Linked DNA regions of Callithrix jacchus: region 2 is linked to region 1. A link is a contact called in public Hi-C data. All regions are on one chromosome and are shown on one strand. Each heading gives the region's core, a stretch centred on a gene start, on an enhancer-like site or on the middle of the called end of the contact. The rest is flanking DNA. Distances are from core to core; before and after follow the strand shown. Region 1 has its middle 49 kb from the start of NR1D2. Region 2 overlaps THRB (thyroid hormone receptor beta).

Region 1 (2,824 bases), core at 104-2,603:
AAATTTAAAAACAGGATTTCCTCTGTTGCCCAGGCTGGAGTGCAGTAATGTGATCATAGGTCACTGTAGCCTTGAACTCCTGGATTCAAACAATCCTCCCACCTCAGCTTCCAGAGTAGCTAGGACTACAGGTACACACCACCTTGCCCCACTAATCTCTTCACTTCTCTGTAATTTCTTTAATTTTCTGTAGGGGTGAGGGTAGGGGGTCTTGCTATTACCCAGGTTGGTCTTGAACTCCTAGTGATCCTCCTGCCTCGGCCTCCCTAAGTGCTGAAATTACAAGTGTGAGTCACTGTGCCCAGCCATTTTATAAACATGGTTCCTGAGAAGCTCTACAATTGCCCTGAGTTCTCAAAGAAGTCACAGGGTAAAAGCAAAATCACCCCGATGCCAGGGTGGGTAACAGTGTTTCATTAGTTGATCTAACCTTCCAAAGAAAATAAACATTTCTTACTCCAAAAAAAGAAAGTTGTTGCTCCCATAAAACAGCCATAAAAGTCAGCACTCAACAGTGGTCTAAAGTCTGCAAAATTAAGTGAGACTGTAAATAGCAATATCCCAGTAAAACCTAAACTTTCATAGACAGGAAACTTAGGGTAGTCGCAATGTCTATAGCAAAGGGTACAGTTCGTTTTATTCTTTAACTTCTCATGCCTCCAAGAAGTACAGCCATGCACCTCATAATGGCATTTCAATCAATACAAAACCATATATGGCCAGGCACTGTGGTTCACGCCTGTAATCCCAACACTCTGGGAGGCTGAGGCAAGTGGATCACTTGAGGTCAGGAGTTCAAGACCAGCTTGGCTGACATGGTGAAACCCTGTCTCTACTAAAAATACAAAAAAATTAGCTGGGTGTGGTGGTGGAAGCCTGTAATTCTAGCTACTCGGGAGGCTGAGACGGGAGAACCTTTTGAACCCACGAGACGGAGGGTGCAGTGAGCCAAGATCACGCCATTGTATTCCAGGCTGGGCAACAAGAGCGAAACTTCATCTCCAAAAAAAAAGAAAAGCCACATATATGACAGTGGTCCCTTTGGATTATGCCATATTTTTACTGTACCTTTTCTATATTTAGTTATGTTTAGGCAATAAATACCACCGTGTCAGAACTGCCTACTGTATTTAGTACATGCTATGCAGGTTTGTAGCCTAGGAGCAATAGACTATACCACACAGCATAGATGTGTAGTAGGCTATCTCCTCTAGGTTTGGGTAAGTGCACTCTATGATGCTGCCAGGACGAAATTGCCAAATGACACATTTTTCAGAAAGTATTCCTGTTGTTAAGCAACGCATACATCCAGGCTCAAGTTAGGCTCTGAAATTAGCTTATCAAATGAATCAGCCCTCCCTTGGCTCTTAAACCTTATATAATTAGCTTTGTAACGTAATGCATTCAGTGGCTGTGGGCAAAGCTCAGAGGAGTGAGAAAACCCATTTAGGGCAGTGGCCAGAATTTCCGGTGTTTCCTCAAGTTTGGCTGCTAATTCGTTTTCTTGGCATAGCCTAGGATGGATCCCAGATCTGCCAGGGCCTTCTGGCTTCCCCTCCGTTGGAAATGTCTCGAGAATCAGTCTTCTGTTACTTTGGGGCCTTCTTTTGATATCCCACCCGAATGAAAGAAATGTGGTCACAGAAAAGACAGAAGTTTATCATTTGTCAAACCTTGGATTTGAACGGGAGTTGATGAACTACGTATATGCCAATCAGCCCCAGAGTTTCTTAACTCCCAGAGCATGTTACCAACAAAAGTCACAAAACTGTATAGGAGACAGATAGGCAGTTGTTTTCTTGAAAGGACTCCAGAAACCAAATTATACAATTTCTAACACTGGACTAATTCAGGGGCCTGGTAAACACAGAAACCACAGAGGGGAGGGAAGAGGAAACAGGGGCGAGCAGGATGTCTGGTCTAATTCAGCATTCACTTTGCTCTGCTCTGTTTTATAACAATGTCAGCTCTATGGAATAAAACAAAATGTGATTTCTGTGTCTTTAAGGCCCAGGCAGCACTGGCAATGGCTAGGTTTCCATAGCAACTTGTAATTCCACTATCTATTAAGTGGAAAAGCAACAATAGAAAATCCCTAGCAAATAAAGTGTGATACCTCTCAATGACAATTATCTGCTTATTACAGTCTCACTTTGAGTGCTTAAAAATACAAACACCTAGAATCTTTTACTACATTTGAATGAAGCAAGGCTATTTCTTTTCTTTTCTTCTTTTTCTTCTGAAAAGCTCTTAGATACAAAAGAAGAAACAAGTTTCTGAGGGTTTTGAGATGTCAAGCCTCTTTGGTGGCCACAGGAGAATTCTCCCGCTCTACACGCACACTGCACAAAAGCAGCAAGGAGGATTAAGCAATTCAGAAATCTACAGCAATGTGAGGTAGATTCCTACCACAGGACCTCATCCAATCAGTGTCCATCAGACTTGCTTGTAAAAGGCCTGGGACCATATTAAGTCTGGAGCAGTGTACTTTGCACACAAAATAAATTTTTTTAAGATCATAACCTCGCCAGGCACAGTGGCTCATGCCTGTAATCCCAGCACTTTGGGAGGCCAAGGCAGGCGGATCACGAGGTCAAGAGATCAAGACCATCCTGGCCAACATGGTGAAAACTGCCTCTACTAAAAATACAAAAATTAGCTGGGTGTGGTGGCACATACCTATTATCAGCTACTCCGGAGGCTGAGGCAGGAGAATTGCTTGAACCCAGGAGGCGGAGGTTGCAGTGAGCTCAGATGGTGCCATTGCACTCCATCCTGGGTGACAGAGCGAGACTCCGTCGTAAAAAAAAAAAGATTATACCTC
Region 2 (2,824 bases), core at 195-2,694, 240 kb before region 1:
TGAAGCTAGAACGGGGAGAGGAGACAGAGAGGAAGATGCGGCAGATCACTGTGGGAGCCACAGTGGGATTTTGAGCAGAGGGTGACAGGAGTGGGATTATATTCTAACTGTTGGTAAACATACCACCATCACTGCAATCTCATTTTAGGATACCTTCATCCATCCCAAAAGGAGCCCTTGTATCCATGAGCAGTCACTCCCATCCTTAAACCAGTCCCCCACCCTCACCACCCAGCCCTAGCTGACCACTCATCCACTTCCTGTCTCTATAATGCGCTTTTTTTTTTTAACCCAGACATTGCCTGGCAACTCCTCATAATTAGAATTTAATGATAAGTGTTTCCTCAAAATCTGTAATTTTTGAGAAAATGTCTTTCCTTTTGTGTCACTGAGCCTCCCTTCCTCCATTCAGCACCTCTCCCTAGCACCCCGAACAAGGGTGGGCTGCATTTAACAAGTATTTACTAAGGGTCTGCTAAGAACTACACACTGTGTTAGCACTTGGGGTCATCAATGAACAGAACGAAAGATCCCTGTCCCCATAGAGCTGACTTCCTAGCAGAGGGAGACAAATGGCCAACAGCAGCAGCAAAGCACAGAAGTAAAATGCATAGCATGTTAAAGGATGCCAAGTACTATGGCCAAGAGAAACAGGAGAGGAGGATAAGTGGTATTGGGAAGCCCCGTGCCCAGGAAGAGACAGGTGACAGCACTGGGATGTTCAAACAGGCGTCCCCGAGGAGGTAAGCTGTTCAACCCTTAATGGAGGTGAGGGAGGGACCCAAGCTGGTGTTGCAGACATGAGCATTTCAGGCAAGGAAAAATCCTGACACAAAAGGCCTTCTGAAGGGGACACATATGACACGTTGGAGGACTAGGAAGGAGTTGGTGAAGCTGAAATGGGTAGAGGAGACAGAGAGGAAGATGGGGCGGATCCTTGTGGGAGCCACAGTGGGAATTTGAGCAGAGGGTGACAGGAGTGGAATCATATTCTAACTGTTGAAATGCCATTTTAAACAGAGATGAGAAGGGGCAAGAGCAGATGCAGGAGACCCCTGGATACTTCTTTGGAGGCTACGTTAGGGCCTCTAAGCATACTTAAAGTAGAGAGGCTACTTCAGTGGCTCTCAACCTTGGCTGCGTATCAGAATCACCCAGACCGCTTTACAAACTGAAGCCTGAGCTACAACACTAATTAGCCTGGAGTGCACCTGGGCACTGGGATCGTCTTCAAAGATGCGCAGGTGATTTTGATGTGCAACCCAGATTGACCCTGAGAGCTTTCAAAGCACTAAGTAGTCCCCCTGGTTTGACTTTGCAGCTAGGAAACAAAACTCCACAGCTGACCCCACTTGCTCATTGGCAAGGCTGGGCTGAGAGGCAGCCAGAGGTCTCGCTGGTATGATGGTGGCAGGACTGGTGCTGCAGACAGTGTGCAAACTTGGATGGGGCTGGCTGGAGCCCACCAGGATCCTCAGACCTGGAGGTCAGTGTCATTCTTTGGCTGGAACCAGAAACGAGCTTCTGACTGTGAGAACAGGGCTTTCTCTCTGTATCTAAGAAAGTGCTTATTGTAATACATCACGGCAGAAGAAAAGGATAAGGCTTGAATCTCAAAAAGAGGGTATGTGATTCACTCAACAAACAGTGTTTAAGAATGATAGTGACAGTGTGCCAGGCATTGTGCAGGGAGCAGCTGAGAAAAAGATAAGGTTTAACTGTCCTTGCCCAAGCCAAATGGCTCAAAGTGAGCACCGTCTAATATTTCAAAATGTGTTATTTGTGGGAAGGCTTTAAATAAACCAGAGGGGAGGGGGGATTCTTTAGTTGCATATCTGAGCTGCTGGCATTTCTAATTCAGAGGGATGAATAGAACATTATTGTGTTGCATCGGCACAAGTACAGCAGGGGGAAAAAAAAGATGCTTGGAGCCGTGAGCCGAACATGAATCAGCAATCTGGTTCTATTGTTCGGAAAATAATCACCATGCTGGGAGTATGGAATTTAAGAATCATGCAGAAATGCCCTTCCCCCCAGCAGGAAACAGACATTGGCTAAAACATGCCGTCTTGTTTTTGGCTTCCTGAGCTGAAAAGAATGTAAAAATCTTGGAGAGGATTTAGGGAAAGCTGATTTGTAAATATGGAAAATACAACCCATAAGAAATGGGAGATAATTTAGACCCAGCGTTGGCAACCTCTCAGAGGTGGCATGCCAAGGGAGTGTTTATTCACTCTGGTGAGCAGGCAGTACAGCTGCCCTAGCTTCAATACATAACTAATGTTTCTTGAGTTCCTACTATGCACTGATCACTGTGCTAACTTGGTGGGGGAAAGAAGGAGGGTGGTGCCTACCTTTTGAAGACTTTCTAATTTGTGTCGATGGACAGAGGGGTGTACCAATACTATAAAGCAGTAGTTTTCAAACTCGAGCATGCATCAGAAACGCAGGGCCCTGGACCCCACCCTCAGAGTTTATAACTCATTAGGGCTGGAGTAGAGGTGGAGCATCTGCATTACTATCTTGTTCCCAAGTGATCTGATTCTGCTGATCTGCGGACCACACTTTGAGAACCCTGCTCTAAGAAAGTAAATACAAGGGTCAGGTGAAGAAGGTTCAACCTAGAAGTCCACAAGAAAGGTGCGCTTGGTTTTTTGGTGCAATAGCAGGTACTCGTTTTTGGATATTTTTCTCTAGCACATAGCTAATGAGTTTTAATTGGCAATGTGCTTTGGATAAACGGCACTGGCCATGACTGCCACCATCCAAGGAAGGATGACAAGAGGCATGGGAACAGATTTCTCTGTAGGCCTGAGGAAGTTGA

What was found. A called contact is a pair of places that touch in the nucleus more often than the background predicts.
Region 2: a Hi-C map of induced pluripotent stem cells shows a contact between it and region 1, with 5 times the contacts expected there. The contact joins two enhancer-like sites. A contact is called at or near these places in 3 of 3 Hi-C or Micro-C datasets (induced pluripotent stem cells and skeletal muscle).

The regions. Positions count from the first base shown.
Region 1 is chr17:62,342,445-62,345,268 of calJac240_pri, reverse strand. No RefSeq gene overlaps it. Among named protein-coding and RNA genes, the nearest start is that of NR1D2, 49 kb to the right of the region's middle. Within about 2 kb of position 1,353, at least 3 of the 16 cell types and tissues checked have an H3K27ac peak or open chromatin away from gene starts, as enhancers often do.
Region 2 is chr17:62,579,496-62,582,319 of calJac240_pri, reverse strand. All of the region lies in intron 2 of THRB (thyroid hormone receptor beta), which reads left to right. Among named protein-coding and RNA genes, the nearest start is that of THRB, 270 kb to the left of the region's middle. Within about 2 kb of position 1,444, at least 3 of the 16 cell types and tissues checked have an H3K27ac peak or open chromatin away from gene starts, as enhancers often do.